4 separate regions of the Mus musculus genome follow, and regions 1, 2 and 3 are each linked to region 4. The links are chromatin contacts, called in public promoter capture Hi-C maps. All regions are on one chromosome and are shown on one strand. The core of a region is the stretch at or near the end of the contact, and the rest is flanking DNA. Distances in the headings are between cores, read along the strand shown. Region 1 overlaps Zfp507 (zinc finger protein 507). Region 2 holds the start of Rhpn2 (rhophilin, Rho GTPase binding protein 2). Region 3 holds the start of E130304I02Rik (RIKEN cDNA E130304I02 gene). Region 4 holds the start of Uri1 (URI1, prefoldin-like chaperone).

Region 1 (2,700 bases), core at 182-2,681, 2.2 Mb after region 4:
GCTCATGAAGACCAGGCTGGCCTCAGCCTCCCAAGTGCTGGGATTAACGGCAGTAGCCATCACACCTGCCAAGATAGGCTTAATTTATCTGTGAAGGTTAATTCATTTCTGTTATATGGATTTTAATAAGAAAATGGATTTATAGATACTAATTCAATTTCCCTAAATTTATTCTATATGGACTTAGATGAATTTTCTCATATTTTCACAATTCAAATATTTATATTTAATGCCAAATGCAAAAAAAATTCATGTTTCCATTTTTATCACCCATTGCTATTGTGCCTACTGGGTCTGGTTTTCATTTTGCTGTTAGTCTAACCAATAATAGCCTTCAGTGAATTTTCTGTGGCTTTAATTTTCCACAATTGGTTAAAAAATAGTAATCACCCAAACCCCCTACCATTTCAGCAGGGCGGCTGGCTCTTCAGAAGATGCTTCCACGTCCCTTCAGACCACATGATAGCAAGCATGAGTGCAAGCCTTCCCCCACCCACGGGGAAATGTAATAACCCAAAGGTTCAGAGCCTCCGCTCTGTCGTGCGTTCATATGAGCCCTTGGGCCTGGGCCCTGCATGTCCTGATAGCATTTACAGCAAGGCTCTACCACGAAGCAAGATTCTGAGTAACACAAGCATGTATGTATGGTTGTCATTGCTGGGGAGACTCTTACCCGGTCAGGGTCACTGCTCAGAGGAGTATCCTGACCACTGCTCTAAGCTTTGGCATGGGAAACCCTGATTTTTGTCTCTTGCTCTGACCACCTGCGCTTCTAAGAGCAAATGGGGAATACTGCTTTAAAATTACTGTGTTCAGTAAACATTAGATGGAGAGAGAGGTGCCAGTTGTGACCTTTATAAATATCATTTTGTCCCTTGCTGTGATCACAGGACTCTGGCAGATGCCCTCACTGGCCTGTCAGCCATGTGCCTGTTCACTTTATCTGTGGCTTGACCACACGCAGCGATCGATACCGGCTGAAGCTTCTGCCCTGGACCGCTCAGTCCCCTGTTCGAGGTTACCATCGGTGGCTTTGTAATTACTGTTCTTTTCCTCACAAAACAAATGTGAGCATCATGTTTACATCGCATCTCTGCAGCGTAGTTGGCTTGACAAAGATGAGCAGGTGTCTCTGGTCTCAGTTTCATAAGCACTTATTTAATCAGGTTTTCAATTGTGCAGCAAGGTGCTCAAAGTAATAGTCTATAAATATATTTAATAGAAACTTGAGTTTGACATTCATGGGCGTAAAGACATGTATTTTTTTTTTAAAGAAATAAGTATTGTGTAACACTATGGCTTTGCTTCTGTAGCCCAAGTAGAGAAACTTCTGGAACGCCATGTAAAAAAGCAATGATTGATTCTGACGCTGATTCATTAAAACTGGATGATTGGCGTTTGGTGACATTCTGTTGCCCGCCCACCCATCACGCTGCAAACCGTGTTTGTGGCAGCACAGGCCGCCTGGTTAGAAGAGTGAGTGCAGCAAGCTCTCTGGCTGGCACCTCTTAATTTTCAGAAGAACTGTCCAAAATTAGAGTAATTTATTTTGCTTTACAGGAGTTTGCCATGTATTGACTTAAATATTGTATTTTGGTAATAAATTTTTTTTGTTAAAAAACCACTTGTTTCTAAGTTTCCTTAGCTGTCTGCGTGTATTCCTGTCTTGGGTTTGTTGAGTTAGAAACTTGCATTTAAGCCACTGAAAGCTTCCCGGGAGCTGGTTGGGGTTTACTGTTAGGCTCTGTTAAGTTGCTGAGGTAGCCCTGGCGCACCAGGGCTGCGTTTCACAAGCATGGGCTCTGGGCCTTCTCCCCTGTTCAACAGCCCTTTAGCTTCCACAGCAGACATGGCGATGCTTCCAGTGCTGAGCTGGGGGTGCCGGCTCCCTTCCTGTAATTAGAACTGCTGAAGGCCACCGACTACAACGCTCCTCATACTTCGATCCTCTCGTAGCCTATCACCAAACAATCTCTTACAGTCGATTCCTTGCAGAGGCCACAGGTGCTCTAATGACTACAGCACTGGGTTTGCTTCCCCCAGTTCGTGCCCTAGGATCCCAGGCCCTCCCAGCTGGAAGTGACTCAAAACAAAGAATTCTCCTTGATAGCTACAGCCTCTTGGACTGTTCTCTGTAGGGTGATGTGGTCCTATCTCTTCTCTCAAGGACCAGATCTCAACACTGTGCCATGACAAGCTAGGAGTATAAGTCAGAGCAGGGGGGGACCTAGATCCAGATCATGGGGTCCCATATGACAGCCATAGCCACATGACTACTGAGCACTGGAGATGGGACTTGTGTTCTGAGGGTAAAACAGAACAGTTGCAAAAATTGAGTACAAAAAGGAACGTAAAGCATCCCAATAGCTTTATATGTTGGCAACGTGTTAAAATAGCTTGGCTATATTGAGTTAAATAAAACATGTTAAAGTCATTTCACTTTGTGTTAGCTTTTCGTTTCTATAGCAAAATACCTTTAACAAAACCAAACCAAAATAAAACCCTCTTAGGTTGACTTGGCTCATGGTTTCAGAAGCTTCTAGCCAAGATCATCTGCAGTGAGGCAGGATCTTATGGTGGGAACATGCAAAGCAGATAGAGAGCTCATAGTGGCTAGGATATCATGGTGGATAGCTCAGTGAGGAGGGGCAGGCAGACAGGTGACAAGATAAAAACATAAGACTTACCCAGGGCAGAGCC
Region 2 (2,700 bases), core at 39-2,538, 2.7 Mb after region 4:
GCCAAAAGGAACTTTAAAAATTGCCCACTGTCCCCACCTGTCTCCAGATTTCCCTCTTTTCTATTACTACTTCACGTGTGAGCAAAAGTTCTTTAAGATGCCAGAGTCCCGCGGGAGAAGGAAGCTGCCAAGCCCATTTACGAACAATTAAGAATTGATTGCTCTGTGGGAAGCAGTTTCACTTCCCTATTCATGACTGCTCGCTGCGCCTTCGATCGTATCAGTTAGAAAAATATCCACGACAATCTCTCAACCCACCAGGTGATCCTTGGCCAAAGTCCAAAAGCTATTTTTAGACTCTCTAGGGACCCAAGAGGAAGGTGAGGAGTCTGTCACAGTGATTCGCACCTCTAAAGTGCCTTTGAAAGCCAGCAGCTGTTGGGCAATCCCAGCACCGCTGTGGGCGCCTAATGGGGTCGCTTTTGAGGAACTGAGTTCCAGGGCGAAAGGCAGTCGCATTAATTGCCCAGGAGCGCCAAGACGTGCCAAGCGCGCAGAGTCCAGTCTCGCCCTCTCGGTCTCTCGGACAACCAAATACAGATAAATCCACTTTGGAAGAGTGAGACTCCGGTTCTCTGGCTCTCTTGGGCGAGGACAAACGAAGGGGCACGCCCGAGGTCCCCTTGCAGCATCCACTCTCCCTTACCAAGAAGTCGAAGGGGGCCAACGCTGAAAGCACTTGGGAGGCAAAAGAGCAAAACTCGCCCTCCAGATGCACCATGGCTAAGCGCTCGGGTGGAAACTGAGCTGCGGTATAAGTGCAGAGGGACCGACCGAGCTCGCCAGCGTGGCCAGGAGCTGGTCCTTTCCCCACCAGCGCGAGAAGCCTGGCAGGGCCATCCGGATCACCTCCCCAGGTTCCCACCTGCGTGTGGCTTGCCTGTGCACCTGCACGCCCCAGCCCGGCTGCCATCTGCTCGGGGCTCCAAGCCCCGCGCAATCAATCCCCTTTCGACCCCCCTTCTCCGCCCTTCGGCCCGCACCAACTCTGCGGGTCTCTCCCTTCTCCTTCCCCTCCCCCTCCAGTCCAAGCCGACCCCCGCCTCAAGCCCCTTCAGCACGCTCCGCAGTTTGCCAGGACAGAGAGAGAGGGTCTGTTGACTCGCCACTCACCTTTCGAAAGTAGTCGTCACCCTCTTTCTCCAGCGGCTGGGGAGCCGCGGGTAGCAGCGTATCGGTCATGCTGGCAGCGCGGGAGTCCAGGGTGAACTGAGGTGCAGTGGCTACTAAGGGCCCCAGGAGGCGCCGGGACCCGCCCCCGCTCCCGCCCCGACCAGCCAGCCGCCCTGCCGCCCCGCCCGAGCCCTAGAGCGCCAGATATCTGGAGCTCCGCCCCTCTTAGCAAGACCTGGACCTAGGCAGATCCCGAGCCTGGAACTCAGTTCTGCCACCTAGGCCCCGCCTTCAGCCTCCCAAGAGGCGAATCCCAAGCCCTACAGTTCCGCCCCCCGCATTTGCAGTCCTCCTGCATCCCAGAGTGAGCCCCACCCCTGATCTCTGGAGCCACGCCCCATCTCGCCTAGGCCCCGCCCCTCCACCATCCAGTCCTACCGGAGGCGGATACCTAACTCTGTAGCCTCGCCCCGCTCAACTAAGGCCCCGCCCACAACACGCACGGTCCTCCTCCAGCCCCGCCCGAGGCTGAAGCCAGAGCCCTGAAGCCCTGCCCTTGATTGTATAGACCGCGCCCCTGCCCCATGCAAGTGTTAAGTGCTGTCTGCCGCGAGTCTAGAATGGAGCTCTTGCTGAGCCTTCGATCTTAATCTGAGTGTTGTTCACAGCTCACTACCTTGTGAGCGTTAAGGTGGCGCAGCCAGCGGGATCGGGGTTTCAGCAAACGTAGCGAAACCCAAATTCGCCCTTTCTCTGGAGCCCTAGGAATAGTAAATGCAGAGAACTAAATACGTTTGCTTTCCCACTCAGGGACGCGGACATTCATGACCAGTTCATTCGCTGCTCGGAAGCTTTTAAAGGCTCTGGCCAGGAAGGACGGAAAGCTGTTTGCAGGAGAGGAGGCCTCCGAGCGCTTGGGTAGCAGAAGTCGTCGGGAGAGGGGGCCACCTACTGAGCAGGCTTTGTGCACAGGAATTCTGCAGGTGTCTTTAAGGATGCCAGAGTTCCCAAACTCGGTTTTCTCAGTTCTCAAGCCCAAGTGATTTTTTCTCTGGCTGGTCTCGTGTTATAGGTATCGATGTGGTTAGTACAGGAGTAGCAGGGGGTTCCTTAGGCTCGGGGTTCGCGGAACCTCCTACTGGAGAGTAGGTAAACTGGCGTCGGATATTGGTAGCACATCGGGCTACATCTGCAGGAGCCTAGAGCCCCCAGCCTGTAGACTCCTTCCTCACCGCCGCCACCACCACCAAAAAACACCTTTGTCTTCTGCCTTTGGAGGTCTGTGGGTCGCAGTGTAAACCTCAGATTCGGCTTTCAAAACTAACCAACCGTTTTCATGCTCTTTAAGAAGTGTTTTAGGGGCCAGGGGCGTTTAATTTCAGGACTCAGGAGGCAGAGACAAGCGGGTCTCAGAGCCAAGGCTACACAGAGAATCCTTGTCTCGAAAAACAAAAACAAACAACAAAAATGGTGTTAGTATGGCTGCAGAGGTGGCTCAGAGGATAAAAGTGCTTGCCGCTCAGCCTGACAACCTGAGTTCCATTCCCTGGAACCCATAGGGTAGAAGGTGCAAAAAAGAACTTCCAC
Region 3 (2,700 bases), core at 176-2,675, 2.2 Mb after region 4:
ACACACGAATCAATAAATGCTTTTTTAAATTTTAAACATAAAAAAAAAAAAGAAAGTATTTTTGACCCAGAGCCAGCACTGCCTCTCATCAGACATACGGTTAGGACCTCTACATTTTTCAGCATACGATGCCTGAAAAAAATAATAGCTCCAATTAGAGCCTGGTATGGTGGAGACACATCTACTCTCCCAAGCTACCCTGGAGGGCTGAGGCAGGAGGTTCACAACTTCAAATGTCTGCCTGGGCTAACTACATAAGGAATTAGAAGCCAGGATGAGTTGTTTCAGGAAACTCAATAGCTCAGTGGAAGAGCATTTATCTAGGAGGTATGTGGTTCAATGGGTAAAGGTACTCGCTGCCAAGTCTGAAGGTTTGAGTTCAATATCAGAACCCATACCATGGAAGGAAAGAACAGACTCCTGAAAATTCTCCTCTGACCACAAGTCTCCACAAATAACAATAAATAAATACGTAGATAATATTTTGTGTGTGTGAATGGCTTACTTATCTGTATACCTGAGCACCATGTGTGTGTCTGGAGTCTGTGGAGGTCAGAAGAAGGCCAGAGCTTCTGAGTCCCTGGAAGTGGAGTTACACATGGTTGTGAGCCACTGTATGAGTGCTGGAAACCAAACCTGTGTCCTCTATAAGAGCAACCACGGAGCCATCGCTCCAACCCTCGCTCCAGCCATCACTCCAGCCATCGCTCCAGCCCTCGATAAACTTTAAAAAAAAAAAAAAAAAAAAAAGTCCAGCCAGATTCACAAGCACAAGGATGTAAAGAACGATGGGGTAAATGAGGGGATGAAGAATGCCCCAGCAGGTTGAGGCCACAGTGGATATCAACTGAGTTCTAGACCAACACCAGCTCTGACAGGACCTGGATGGCCACAGCATCTGCCCAGAGCCTTAAGGCCCTTTCTGCCAGAGGGCGTGGTCTGTGGTGGCTCCACCCCACCACAGCCCCGCCCACGCCGCGCGCCTCCAGGCTCACCTGACCGGCTCGCCGCTCACGTGATCTGTCTCGGCGCCGCCATCTTGGAGCCACGGCCGAGGAAGGGGCAAAAAGGGGGAAAGAGAGGGAAAGGAGTCGGGAGCGAGGCGGACGAGGGCGAGGGTACGGTGGGGTCCCGGCCGGCCAAAGGAGGCTCGCAGGAGCAGCAGCCCGCCGCCCGACCGCAGGTACCGCGCCCCGGGCCGCCCCTCCGCTTGAGCGCCGCCGGCCATGTGCGGCCTCGCTGGTGACGCCCGCTTCCTCCTCGCCGGTGACGCCCGCGGCACTGCCACGCACCCGAGCCTGAGCTCCAGGGCCCTGTGTGTACTGTCGTCCCTCTGTCGGGCCTGTGGAGACCCCGGGCCCGCCGTGCCGCTGGGGGTGGGGGTCCCGTTGCTCCCCAGGTCCCGCTGAAGCGCCTTTGCCTTCTGGAGACGTGAAAGCGCTTAGGCCAGCCAGGATGGAGCTTAAGTTTCTTTAATCCCCCGTCCTTTAAGCACTGCGTGGTGTAGGAAATGCCAGCGCAAACGAAAAATAGCAATCGTGGCCTCCCACACGTACACATCCTCTGGGATTGACTGATCTTTCCAGAGATCGCTGAGACCATTGGTGAAAGTGCCCACCTTTCCAGACCTGGGGCATCCCGATCGTTGTTTGGAGTCCGAGGCCTGGGTGATTAATTAGGTCCAGGCAGCCACCCCCACCAAAGGTTGCTGACAGTGGACAGGAATTTGCTTTCAGTCTACATGGCCCAAGGCAATTACTGGATTTACCCCCTTTTCTGTCTGAGTTTGTACTTTCTACTCTACTGGTCTGATTCTGTGTATGGATTGCTATATTGATTAAAAAGAGAAAGTTTGACCCTTCATTCCTTTACCATGGTAACTCTGGAAACTCGGAGGATGCCCTAGCGGTGTACTAATTTTACTTAACTGTAATCGCTAAGTTACTTTCTAAGGGAACCGAATAAGCCTACTTTAAAGCAACAATAGGAAAACAGTAGCCAAAAAAAAAAAGGAGGACCAGGGCAGGAAACTGCTTTGGAGAATATATAGGTCAAGCCACGTTGTCGCATCTTTTCATGGTACTCTTCTGCCCACTGTGTTTGACTAATTTACATAATCACCCCTTAGGCTGTAATTTCGGTTAAAGTTAGAATAGCAATATGTCATTTATTATTCCATATTGGTTAGAAAATTATGTCAGTAAAAGCAGTAGTTTGCTGAGTGAATTACTTACATGGAGGGGGAGGTTTAAAATATACAATTGTTAGAAGTTTTCCAGGCTGATTTGTTTTAGCTTCTGCAAAATCCTCTACTTGTTAAGTAAATTATGTAAATTTGCCTCACACAATTACATTGCATGAACAGCTTTCCGAAATTTCTTTTCAATGTTAAGTATTGGAAGTTTCTTCACTGCCGAAATAAGTTACTGTGTTTCGCCCGCCAATGGAGAGACGTGTTTGATGGTGTTTATTTCCTTCTTGGCCACAGCTGGATTGTGAATATCGATCCAGGAGACTATCTGTTTCAGAAATTGATTGGAAAGACACTGGCTCTGCCACTAACAGCCATGTAACCTTGGGTAAGTCACTTACATCTCACTGAGATGCCTTATTTATAAACCGCCACCACTGTGACTGGACCCACAGAACTCTGAGCAAACGAAGCTGTTTGCTGCTGCCTAGCATCCATCCGGTGCTGTT
Region 4 (2,708 bases), core at 206-2,705:
GTGACAGGTAGTATCCAGGGATGCTATACCAAAGACTTACCCCACTGACCGACTTCCTCCACTTAGGTTCTACATTCTAAACGACATACTAAATTCCCCACCCCCTCACTTTTCAAGACAGGGTTTTTTTGTGTAGCCTTGGATGTCCTGGAACTCACTCTGTAGACCAGGCTGGCCTCAAACTCAGAGATCTGCCTGCCTCTGCCTTCCAGATTCTGGGATTAAAGGTGTGAGCCACCACTGCCTGGTACATCCTAATTTTTAAGTATCCTTCCAAATTAGTACTACCTGTTAGGGACCAAGTATTGAAACACATGGGGTCAGTTCATATTCAAAGCCCAGCACTAGAGAAGTAGCTTCTGCGGTGCCCTAGGAGTCAGGGATGCTGCTATTGGCGGGAGGCAAGATGAGTGCTCAGAGTTTGACTGTGTTTCAGAGGTTGCTGCATCTGCAGGGAGAGAAATTCATATTTACCATCTTCCCCAATCGTCCCTGCTTTTTCTTTCTTGATGCAAGTGATCAAAGGATGGATGTGGACTTGGGAGCTGGAACAGAAGTGGAAGATAGGGGCAAACAGACCCACAGAGGGCCAGAATTCTGCAGGTGCCTGCCAGCCTGTTCCTATACACACAATACTGAGGTAATAGGATCTATGCCTATTGTCCGGGCTTGGGATAGAGTTAGGACAAGGCCACAAGGTAGACTAGAGGACTGCCACAAACAGAGGCTGCACAAAGGGCTAGGGGGAGGAAGTGAGTCCAAGAGATTTATTCAGCTCAGGCTGGCCTGGAACTTGCTATGTGGACCAGGCTGGCTTCAAACTCACAGATACCCTCCTGCCTCTGCCTTCAAACTGTTGGGGATTAAAGGTGTGCTCCCTGCTCCAGCTTCCAATTTTTAAAATACTGAGTGGAACAGGGATGGGGATTTAGCTCAGTTGGTAGAGTGCTTGTCTAGCAAGTCCAAAGCCATGCATTTGGTCCCCACTGTTAAACAAAACACCAGAATTATAAAATACATGGGATAGGGCAGCAGCTGTTGTTGAAAAATGTGCTACACAGTGCATACGTAGTAACATAGTAATATTAATACTGCAGCTTAATATATGTAAGGAAAATTGTAATGTGTACAGTAATTAATACATACGCAAAAATATAGTTGTATATTGTGCATTTTAGCTCATTAAACCACATTAGTTCATTAAAAGGCATGGGAAACAGCTGAATTTGATAAAATTAAATGAGCTTATGAAACAGTCTCAGTGCTCATATTAAGTTCCTACCACCACAGGCAGCGCCAAGCGAATTGGGACCCACTATCCCGCCGCCTCTCATCCTGTGCAGGGGTCCTGAGCGGCTCAGCCTCCACCCCACCCGGAGGCCCTGTCCCCGCCATAGCCCCGCCCCCTAGGGCGGAGCTTGAGAGCTTCCCGGCGTGCTGCGCGGGCGGGGCGAGGGGCGGGGCGTGCGCGGAGGCGCGGCAGTCGCGGGACGCTAAGCTGGGCCCGGTTGCGGGAGAAGAGCGTGGCGCGCCTGGTGTAGGGCCTGCTGCTCCGAGGCGGCGGCGGCGGCGGCGGCGGCGGTATGCGCGTGTGAGATGCGGCCGCGGGTAGCCCGGACGCGAGCGGCGGCCCCCGGGGCAGCGGCGAAAGTGAGCGCGGCCTCTTCAGAGAGAGGCGTGCAGTGCATGAGGGCGAGCGCGCGGGCGCTGGGCATCCGCCGGCCACGCCGTCTCCATAAACACTTGTTTAGGACTTGTTCGCCTCGCTGAGGCTGCGGCGCCGGGCATGGAGCCCCCGTCCGAACCCGAGCCCGAGCCCCAGCCCCTTGCAGAGGCCTCAGCCGCCGCTCCGCTGCGCGCACCAGAGGTGGCGCGGCTTCGCGAGGAGCAGGAAAAGGTAACAGGCCGCGCTTGGTTCCGGCCCTGGCCGGCTTCCGCATGTGGCCGCGACACTCTGAGCAACCTCTAATGCGGCCAGCCCTCTGCGTGAAACCGAGATCCCCACGCGCGAGCTGCGCAGCCTCGGGCCGCGGGGACCACGGGAGAAACTTTTGTCACGTGCATTTGTTGTCTTTTGTCGGTGGCCCTTTGACCTTCCCCGGAAGGGATGCGGGGATGTGGGGAATACAGAGGATGCAGGGGATAGGATAATCGGTTGACCCTGAACTGAGAGAGCAATTGTTGGGACTAAATAAAAATACGTGTTTTTTTTTTTTTCCTTTTTGGTTCGGGGATTACACTGTGAACAGAAGTGGTCACTCTTTTTACCCCTTAGCTATTTATTATCTAAACGTTGGTACAATGCGCGCGTGCGCACACACACACACACACACACACACACACACACACACACACACACGAGATATCCTTATTTGATTGAGCGTCCAAGTTTGACTACGTTGGTGATGATGCACTTCCTGTGCAATCCAGCTCTTAGGTTTAGTAGTCGACAAGAGAGAAGGCCTTTGTTAAATTTTAACTTCAAGCCTTTATTAAACAAGGCTTTCCCCACTTTTTTTTTTTTTTTTTGATCTACCAGAGGAGAGGAGAATGCTTAGAATCTCCGAATGGGAATTATTATATATTTTTTTTTATAAGGAAATGTTATGTAGTTAAGAACTACAGCTCGATTGTTAAATGTGAAATTGTCCTGTGGATTCTGTAGGTTTTCAAGTTGATTCTCCTGACGTGCCTTGAAATTCTTTGAA

What was found. Promoter capture Hi-C pulls out the DNA fragments that hold promoters and counts their contacts.
Region 1: a contact with region 4 is called in a promoter capture Hi-C map of hippocampal neurons, with 8 times the contacts expected there. The contact joins the enhancer-like site here to the promoter of Uri1 in region 4. A contact is called at or near these places in 6 of 39 promoter capture datasets (the C10 cell line, cranial neural crest, embryonic stem cells and 3 more), 2 of 115 datasets of contacts at active chromatin or transcription factors (embryonic stem cells and large pre-B cells) and 1 of 9 other capture datasets (liver).
Region 2: a promoter capture Hi-C map of pre-B cells shows a contact between it and region 4, with 3 times the contacts expected there. The contact joins the promoter of Rhpn2 here to the promoter of Uri1 in region 4. A contact is called at or near these places in 6 of 39 promoter capture datasets (cranial neural crest, hematopoietic stem and progenitor cells, hippocampal neurons and 3 more), 1 of 484 Hi-C or Micro-C datasets (CD4 T cells), 1 of 115 datasets of contacts at active chromatin or transcription factors (extraembryonic endoderm stem cells) and 1 of 9 other capture datasets (liver).
Region 3: a contact with region 4 is called in a promoter capture Hi-C map of liver, with 4 times the contacts expected there. The contact joins the promoter of E130304I02Rik here to the promoter of Uri1 in region 4. A contact is called at or near these places in 14 of 39 promoter capture datasets (the 3T3-L1 cell line, 3T3-L1-derived adipocytes, the C10 cell line and 7 more), 4 of 115 datasets of contacts at active chromatin or transcription factors (astrocytes, embryonic forebrain, embryonic stem cells and 1 more) and 1 of 9 other capture datasets (adipose tissue).

Annotation. Positions count from the first base shown.
Region 1 is chr7:35,771,267-35,773,966 of GRCm38.p6, reverse strand. Zfp507 (zinc finger protein 507) reads left to right here. Exons shown (of 7, transcript NM_177739.3): 7 at 1-1,621. Among named protein-coding and RNA genes, the nearest start is that of Dpy19l3, 18 kb to the right of the region's middle. Within about 2 kb of position 1,431, at least 3 of the 459 cell types and tissues checked have an H3K27ac peak or open chromatin away from gene starts, as enhancers often do. A contact at or near this core is called in hippocampal neurons, where this site is marked.
Region 2 is chr7:35,332,825-35,335,524 of GRCm38.p6, reverse strand. Rhpn2 (rhophilin, Rho GTPase binding protein 2) reads right to left here and starts at 1,288. Exons shown (of 15, transcript NM_027897.4): 1 at 1,114-1,288. The coding sequence starts at 1,182.
Region 3 is chr7:35,801,317-35,804,016 of GRCm38.p6, reverse strand. It overlaps E130304I02Rik (RIKEN cDNA E130304I02 gene), which reads right to left and starts at 1,425. Exons shown (of 3, transcript NR_033567.1): 1 at 996-1,425. It overlaps Zfp507 (zinc finger protein 507), which reads left to right and starts at 1,028. Exons shown (of 7, transcript NM_177739.3): 1 at 1,028-1,183; 2 at 2,489-2,579.
Region 4 is chr7:38,018,299-38,021,006 of GRCm38.p6, reverse strand. It overlaps Uri1 (URI1, prefoldin-like chaperone), which reads left to right and starts at 1,455. Exons shown (of 11, transcript NM_011274.5): 1 at 1,455-1,897. The coding sequence starts at 1,787.